Linked DNA regions of Mus musculus: all the other regions are linked to region 2. Evidence: chromatin contacts called from public Hi-C and Micro-C data. All regions are on one chromosome and are shown on one strand. The core of a region is the stretch at or near the end of the contact, and the rest is flanking DNA. Distances in the headings are between cores, read along the strand shown.

Region 1 (2,700 bases), core at 120-2,619, 140 kb before region 2:
CCTATCCTGAGAGCAGAAAAAACTTCTGAGAATGGGTGGAACTTGAAGGCTGCTTTGGTTCTTGTACTGGCTGGTTTTGTGTCAACTTGACACAAGCTAGAATCATCAGGGAGGAAGGAACTTTAGTTGAGGAAATGCCCCCATGAGATCCAGCTGTGAGGCATTTTCTCAATTAGTGTGATCAAAGGGGGAGGGCCCAACCCATGATGGGTGGGGCTATCCTTGGGCTGGTGGTCCTGGATTCTATGGGAAAGCAGGCTGAGCAAGCCATTAAGCAACACTGCTTACGGGCCTCTGCATCCGCTTCTGCCTCCAGGATCCTGCCCTGTTTGAATTCCTGCCCTGACTTCCTTCAGTGATGAACAGCAATATAGAAGTGTAAGCCGAATAAACCCTTTCCTCCCCAACTTCCTTTTTGGTCATGGTGTTTTGTGACAGCAATAGAAACCCTGACTGAGACAGTTCATTTGGAGACTACACTTCTCCCTAGAACTTACCATCCTCCTTCTCCCATGACCTGCTCGCTGGGCATCCTCAGGGCCTGCCCATTGAAAGTGCCAGCTCTGAGTTTTGCTGTGGGGTGGCTGGTGCTGGTGGGCCAAGCAGCTCGGTAGGTGGAGTGGGGTGAGAAGTGGTCTTGAGAACTGAGAGTGTGGAGCTGGAGGCCACTGGCTGCAGGAGGCACAGAATGGACCTCGTGGTGCTGGGCCTGGGCTGAAGGCTGTGAGTTTCTCAGCAAGCTGTGGGATTTGGGGAGTAGGCAACCTCACTTGGCAAAGGCAGGGAAGAGCTATTGGTTACAGCAGGGAGAGAACCAAGCACGTGCCTAGGAGCACCCTCACTGGTGAGCCTTTGGATACAGTCTCCCCAGGCTACAGAGCAAGCAGATCCCCAGATCCAGGCTCCTAAGGGGCTTAACGAAACCGTATTCCCACGACTCTGCCTGCTACAAAATCCAAGCACATGGTGCCACAGGTAGTCTCTGAAGGCTCCAGGAACCTGCAGTTCCTCCTGGCCCTGGGCCACTCCAAACCATTGCTGATGCCACACATTGTCTCAGTATCCTCTCTTCCTCACACGAGGACCCCACTCGTCTACTCACAGCCACCAAACACTGCCTGGTCTTCTTTGCTAAGACCTTGGTTCCAAACGGAGTCAGGAGACTGAAGCTTGGAGTATCTGTGAGTTTTGGTGTATGCCATTCAGCTTGCTACTGGGACAGGGCATCAGGTCACACATGAACCCCACAGTCTGCTGAGCACCCCTTGCAAATCACAGGAGCCGGTCTCTGACTCCTAGGCTGTTGGCCACCAGGGCTCAGTTCCTGCCAGGAGTTGGCTGAGCGCTGACGTAGGTACTGACCACAGCAGCTCTAATGTTCCCCGTAATTGCATTCCCAGGCCCAGGAAACTCTCGCTTGCCTCCCTGAGACATGCAGAGAAGGCCAGTAATTAGATATCTGCCTTCCCAAATCACTCCTTTTTTCAGAGTTAGAAGTAATTTTCTGTCTGGGAATAATTAACTTTGAGGACCTGGGCGAGGTCTGCGGGAGGAAGAAGGTGGCTGGAAGCCTCTCTGAAGAAAGCTGGGAGCTAAGCTTCAGGCCATGGGTGGCCTGTGTCAGAAGTGGGCCCCAGGTATCCAATTACCTAGTGGTCCTGCCTGTCATCTCCTAATGACTCCCACAGCTTCCTAGAACAGCTCTGTTTTTCAATGTCATCTCCCGGGATTGTACTTCAGGTGGCCTGGGACTTGGAGGGGAGTAGATTTAAGTCCAGATCTAGGGCCTTCAAGGCAGGGATCTAGTGGTGATGTCATGGGCAACTGTAGGGTATGTGTGAACCAGGACAATGGATGGTAGCTGTTCAGAAAAAGCCTTAAAATTGCTGGTCCTGATGACAGAGGTGGTGGGATCAGTCGGCGAGGACGAGGGGTACTGGCTGTCCTCACGGTCTCCCAGTGGATGCAGAAGCTACAGCCAGGCCTCATAGCCAGGAAGGGGCAGAGAAGCCAAGAAAGCTGCGATGATCCCCAGGGATGCCCAAGGCTGATTTCTGGGAAGGTTCTGCCCCTTTATTTCCTCATAGGCTGTGGCATCCCTGTTGATCTCAGGCAGTGGCCGAGACCCTCAGTCAGGGCCACTTTAGGCCCAGGGATAACAACTAGTACGTCCCTTTCCCCTCCTCCTGCAAACTTAGGCCCAAGCGATATGGGTACATACCCAGTGACCCACAGGGTAGAGCTGGATCCAAGATGGCACTCAGTTTACCTTCCACCTGGGACTGTAGGCTGGTTCTAGATCCTTCTGTCACTAAGTGACCTTCAGATAAGGAGCCTGTCTAAAGAGATGGCAAGGTGAATGATGTTTAGTTAGGTAAGGGTACCTGCTGGGTCCCTGTGGGTTTTGGGATAAGAGTGAGTTTCTCCTGTGGTACCACACACACAAGGCTTGAGTGTGTTCCTGGGTCCCCATCCTCAAGTGGCCATTGAGAGGCAGAGGCCAAGGTTCCAAGGATGGGTGTCTCAGGGCATCTTGAGTCTCAGGTGTGCCAACAGCAGCCCTGAGAGGGCTTCTAGACTGAGATGGGGTTCAGGCTCTGTGGAAGACCACGATCTTTGGTGACCCAGAGGTCCAGGAGGGTGGCAGCCAAGCAGAGGCCAAGTTGTGAGTCCCCATGAGGGTAGGGGACATATCAGCCA
Region 2 (2,761 bases), core at 139-2,638:
ATTAGCTGTGGGGATTCCCATTTTCAGGTCCGCTTCCTTGTTTCCCCACCTTGCCCGCTCAGCCCTCAGCCGCTCAGCAGGATTCCTTGAAGGACAACTCCCCTCCCCACCCCCCACCCCCAACCCAATCCTGGACCTACTTGCTATGTCCCTGAGGCTGACCTTGAACTCCCGATCCTCTAACCTCTTTAACCAGCACTGGGTGCAATTTCTCTTCTTTAGACAAACCCTGAGTCCCCAGCAGCCTGGAGATTTCATTAAAAGTCCCTGAAACTGGTCTGTGACTAGCTGGGGCCTGACATTCAGAGGGATAGCTTTATCCTCTCCCTCACACCCTGTCTTAATCTGTTTTCTGTTACTAGAGTAAAATACTCAAGGCAGATTGTTTTACAAAGAAAAGCCCAAAGGTTTGTTTATTTAGGTTACTGTTTTGGAGGCTGAAAGTCCAAACAGCATAAGGCTATATGTCTAGTAAAGGTTATGAGGCAGATGGTGGGTGTGTGTATAGGGGGAGAGATATAAAACCAGTGTGGCCAGGGTTGAGAGATCCCATAAAAATGACTTTAATGGGGTAAGGACAAGCTCCCTAATCCTTGAGACCCAACACCCTCCCACTAAGCCCCACCTCTTAAAGGTCCCCTCACCTCTTACACACCCATCCGTTTTAGAGACCAACCTCTGGACACCTCAACCTCATGGGACACACACTCCATCCACATCCAGGCTGAGACCCTCTTGAGTGGGCTCAGCTCCTGTTCCTTCATTGTCTTTAAAACTGTGCTGGAATGAAGAAACCACACGCAGAGTCCACAGCCCAGAGCCTGGCTAGGATCGGGCCTTGGCAAGCTTGTTTCTTTTTCTTTCCCTAGCTCCTGTTTACACAAAGCCTTAAACCTGCCAGCAAAGAGAGACTGTGTGTCGCTGGGGGATTCTGTCTTCAATGGGGAAAGCAAAATCCCAGGTGGCATCTCTCAGAGCTGGCCACATCTGCCAGCTTCCCCATTTAGCCTTCCCTTTCAGCCAACAAAAGGACCGGTGGGTGGCCAGCCTTGTTCATCAGAGCGGGAGGCTGTTGGCAGCAGCTGCAGCAGCGGCAGTGCACTGGGCACAGGTCTTCCTCTAGACCAGCTCTGTGTTTTGTTAGGGAATGTTCAGCAGCTGGTCAGGGGGCCTTTTATTATCCTCAGGCACACAGCTCCCGGCTCTGACTCTGAAGTCAGCATAGCTGGTCTAACCTTGTCTGAGTGTCTGTCCTGCAGGTGACTAGTAAGTATCCTTATGTGGGTTGACTTTAAGGACAGGACCTAGGACCACTAAGGCTCAACCAGTGTTCGTTCTCTGCGTCTTTCCCAGAACTTGGTGGCTTGGGGTTGGGGTGGGGTTCCGGTTTTTAAATCTGTTGTGCAACATTCAAGACTGGCCGTTCTGTGACACTTCCTTGAATAGCCTGGCCTCTCTTAGACTGTGCCTGGTTCCCCTGGGCCTTCAAAGCCCCTTGAAGTCATATCCTCAAAGCCCTGATCGTCTGAGCTGCCTTTGGACATGACTCCCTCCTCGGAGGCTGGTGTCAATGAGCTGGTATTAGGACAGTCAAGATGTGGATGCTGATGTCTGTATGTCCTACATGGCTTTAGACTTGACCCCACTGGGAAGGTAGGAAATGGAGAAAGGACAGACACACAGACATACATGCAGAAAAGCTGGTGCCCAGTGGGTTGTGCACACACTGAGAGCGTAGTATGAACACAACTCTGGGTACCTCAGCACATTTATTAGGTATAGCATGGGGGAGGGGCTCTGGAGGAGGTCTCTGAGGGCAAGGAGCCTCGGGTTGCGTTCACGTAGGACCCGGATTATTCCTAGACATCTCCTCCTCAGCTGTGGTTGCTAGCTTTTGCACGCAGTCAACATTTGCGCTTGGATCAGAGGAAAGCTTTGCCATCCCTCTGAGCCTGACCCAGGGGGAAGGCTTCGTCATCCCCGTGGGTCTGATGCATTTGGTTGTTGACATGGCTGTCAACAAAACACATTCACTCGAGACTTCGTCTGTTCTTTACACATCCACTCAGGCCTCCTGGGCTTCCCACACAAGTCGGAAGCACACAGAAAGTTGCCTGGAAAGTTGATGACTGGGTACAGCCCAGTTCAGCACGGTGACACCATTAGCTTCCTGAGGCTGTCTTCACGGGTACCACTGACAGAGGGCTATGCAATACAACACTCACAATCAATGATAAAGTAAGGGCAGATGAAGTTCCTTTTGTGACCCACAGAGAGAGCAGCCTACATTATCTACCCTTGCCCTCCTGGTCCTATAGACACACAGCCCTGTCTTCACATTGTGCATGGTTTTCTTAGCTCCTGTGTCCAAACTGAGCTTTGTGAGACCCTGAGTCTGACTGGCTAAGGAGTAGCTGGGATGCTCTCCTCAATCTGTTACAGGGCAGGAGCTTTGTCTACACAAAGCTGCATTCTAAGGGCCAGGGCTTGGCCTCTGCAGGGGAATCTAGAAACAGTTTCACTTCAGGCAACAGCCTGCAAGTGTTGCAGGAAACCTGCTGCAGACCTGGGAAGCCTGCTAGTGTCATGAGATATACACCAGAGAAGATTACTCCGCCATGGGTTTAAACCCATCCCAGAGTAGCCCCCAACCTTTCCCAGGGTGATCTTTTAAGCACAAATCCATATCCTGGGCTGACATACTTCAGTTAGCAAAAACAGCCAGAAGCAGAACTACAGACGCCAAAAATCAAGGTTAGTA
Region 3 (2,713 bases), core at 14-2,513, 190 kb after region 2:
GCTCAACGCACCCTGTAGACTATTTGGTCAATGTCAAATCAACCTGTTGCACCCCTCAGATCCCAAGAGCTGTGCGATGGTCGCCCCAATCCACTTTGTCTCCTGTCCCTGTAGAGAGTTCAGGCCTGTCCCCCCACAGCTCTGCTCCCCTCTCTCTCTTGTAGTCAATGAGATTACACAGTATGCAACTCCTCCCTCGCGCCTGGCTGCTCCATTAGCACAGTGTTTGAAACCCATCTCCACTGTAAACCCTACCTTCCCCCAACTTCTGCCAGGATGCTTTACCACCGCATGACACAAACGTAGGTATATCTTATTTGTCTTCCCCACCGCCGGACCATTGGGGGGTCCTGTCACTTTCTGTCCATCACACTGCTGTGAACACTGGTCAAAGTGTCTGGTTCCATCTTTCCAGACCCACCACCAGAAGGCTTTTCTTAAGAGGTTTTTCCACTCCGTGCATTGGGAGTCATGCTGTGGAAGCAAGACACCTGTACTGTCGAGTGTCTCTTGGACAGGGGCTTCCCAAGGATGCTACCCATTCACTGTCAACACCCAGAATATACAGCAGATGCCTGCCCAGGGTGCCGCTGTGACTCAGATTGTGGCTTTTCCTTGCCAGCAAAATGAACTAAGCTACCTAATCGGACCCCTTAGCCCCTGAGCGGGGGAGATCTGTGACCACTCTCAGAAGAATCAAAGTGCACAAAATCCAAAAGCAGTGTCTCATGACTCCCCGAAGCAGTGACCTGAAAAATCTCGTCACAAAGTCCTGACCCATCAAGTCCTGACTAGCTTCCAAGTGACCACAGAAGACTGGCCCAGACCGACACTCACAGGGAGTGCCGAGCCTATGACTCACCCGTGTCTGGGGTAAAGGGCCACCCTTGAAGCCCCAGTGTCCAAGCACAAGGGGCAGGGAGACAGAGTCAGAGCCCTCTCCAGCTCTCTGGCTGACTGGGCTCCAGTCTGGCTTGTGCTCTCTGGCCAGTGGGCGATGAAAGCCAGGATGCCAGGCCTGGCTGGAGAAAACAGGTTGCAAAGGGTCACATCCTGGATGCCTGCTTGTCCTCATGCTCAAGGGTCTAAGGTTTGTTCTCACACTGGGGGCTGCAAACCACAGCAAGGATTTCCAAGTCACAAAAACGGTAAGATCTCAACTTCACAAGGAATGAAAAAAAATGATGGTGTGATGAGGTCGCCGTGGTTACTGTGGTGGCTGGACTTACATCAACTTACAGAGCCAGAGTCGCCTGGAAGAGGAACCGCAAGAGAGAAAATGGTTCCACTAGATTTGGCCTGTAAACCAGCCTGTGGTATGTTTACTTGATTGGTGATTGACATGGAAGGGCCCCGCCCATTATGAATAATGCCACGCCTGGGCAGGTAGCCCTGGAAATCGAGCTGAACAAGTCAGGGTGCAGCACCCCTCCACAGCCTCTGCATCAGCTCCTGCCTCCAGGTTCCTGCTTTGAGTCCCTGCCCTGACTTTCCTAGATAATGACTACAAGCTGTAAGCCTTTCCTCTCCAAAGACGCTGTTGGTCATGGTGTCCGTCACAGCAACAGAAACCCTCAGACGTCGGGGAAGGATGAATCTTCTCAGCCTGTTGCCAAGATGGCGGGGGCGGGGTAGCATGTGCTTGATTTGTTGCCCCACCTCCAGCTGCGAACGCTGCTGAGCCTTCATTGCCAGGGTCTCCCCTGAGGATAAAACATGAATGAGTGTCCACACCAGGTGCCACGCTGGGCAGTAAGGATGAAGAGTGACGTAGTACAGTCCCTGCCCACAAGGGCAGTTACCCGTCATGGGTGTTAGGCTGAGAAGGGTGCAGATGTGGAAGGTACACACGTTGGACATCTACCACCGTGTCTCTGGTCACTCCCCGGCATGCTCGAGGCTCTTGTCACTCTACCCATCGCAGTAATCACTAGAACATGCCAAGCATGTATGCCACAGGACCTTTGCACCTGCTGTTGGGCAGTTGGCTATGGTATTTGCCTCGGTCCTGACCAGGTCTGCTTAAATGCTACCTCCCTGACTTCTCTGCAGGGAATGGCAGAAGGGCGTGAGGCTTGGAGAAACCTCCTTGCCACCTGATTACATTGCATATTCACTTGGCCCACGTCATGCCTTTCTCCCAGGTACACTGTGTGAGTTGATGAGTGAGCTGCTGGGCTCGGCACTTGTCCCCAGTGGCTACAACAAGAGCAGACTCAAGGTCTCAAACAAACCAAAGAACGGCCTGGGGAAATTCACATCTAGAAAGGGCTTAGACCTTTCTATAGGACTTTGCTTCCGGATGCTTCCTTCTTCGGTCCTGCTAGGAAATCTCGAGAGAATGCTTCCTCTATGAGAATCCAAAACTTAGAGAAGAAAAACAAAACGAACAACAACAACAAAAAATCCCTAAAGCTAGATCTCTGACCTGCTCTAAGCAAGAACAGAAGGCCAAAAGCTCAAAGGAAAAAAAAAAAAGTCTACACAACGGGCCAGGCTCTCAGGTCACCGCCAACCCTGAAGAGGTGGAGCTGACTTGGGGACACCACCCATCACCTCATCATTCTGCTCCCGGCCATCCTCCTTAATCTTTCATTTTACAAAAGAGCTTTTAAAGATAGCATCAGCCATTATTTTTAGGGACGCGCTCATCGGCGAGCTCCGAGTCCTGCGGGCGAATAAGGAGGACATATATTAATTACATCCTTACACG

Evidence for each region. Hi-C and Micro-C count contacts between places; a contact is called where the count stands out from the background.
Region 1: a Hi-C map of muscle stem cells shows a contact between it and region 2, with 1.9 times the contacts expected there. The contact joins two enhancer-like sites. A contact is called at or near these places in 1 of 39 promoter capture datasets (hippocampal neurons), 2 of 15 datasets of contacts at CTCF or cohesin (large pre-B cells and pro-B cells), 20 of 484 Hi-C or Micro-C datasets (B cells, CD4 T cells, CD8 T cells and 14 more), 15 of 115 datasets of contacts at active chromatin or transcription factors (SST interneurons, astrocytes, a beta-TC-6 cell line and 11 more) and 1 of 9 other capture datasets (embryonic stem cells).
Region 3: a contact with region 2 is called in a Micro-C map of muscle stem cells, with 2.3 times the contacts expected there. The contact joins two enhancer-like sites. A contact is called at or near these places in 1 of 15 datasets of contacts at CTCF or cohesin (large pre-B cells), 9 of 484 Hi-C or Micro-C datasets (the N1E-115 cell line, bone marrow-derived macrophages, cranial neural crest and 6 more), 11 of 115 datasets of contacts at active chromatin or transcription factors (acute myeloid leukemia, double positive thymocytes, embryonic basal ganglia and 6 more) and 4 of 9 other capture datasets (adipose tissue, embryonic stem cells, liver and 1 more).

The regions. Positions count from the first base shown.
Region 1 is chr15:84,602,425-84,605,124 of GRCm38.p6, reverse strand. No RefSeq gene overlaps it. Among named protein-coding and RNA genes, the nearest start is that of Gm34201, 24 kb to the left of the region's middle. Within about 2 kb of position 1,369, at least 12 of the 459 cell types and tissues checked have an H3K27ac peak or open chromatin away from gene starts, as enhancers often do. A contact at or near this core is called in muscle stem cells, where this site is marked.
Region 2 is chr15:84,465,303-84,468,063 of GRCm38.p6, reverse strand. It overlaps a transcript of Shisal1 not described here. Among named protein-coding and RNA genes, the nearest start is that of Shisal1, 20 kb to the right of the region's middle. Within about 2 kb of position 1,388, at least 72 of the 459 cell types and tissues checked have an H3K27ac peak or open chromatin away from gene starts, as enhancers often do. A contact at or near this core is called in bone marrow-derived macrophages and muscle stem cells, where this site is marked.
Region 3 is chr15:84,279,016-84,281,728 of GRCm38.p6, reverse strand. All of the region lies in intron 3 of Parvb (parvin, beta), which reads right to left. Among named protein-coding and RNA genes, the nearest start is that of Gm33723, 40 kb to the right of the region's middle. Within about 2 kb of position 1,263, at least 58 of the 459 cell types and tissues checked have an H3K27ac peak or open chromatin away from gene starts, as enhancers often do. A contact at or near this core is called in bone marrow-derived macrophages and muscle stem cells, where this site is marked.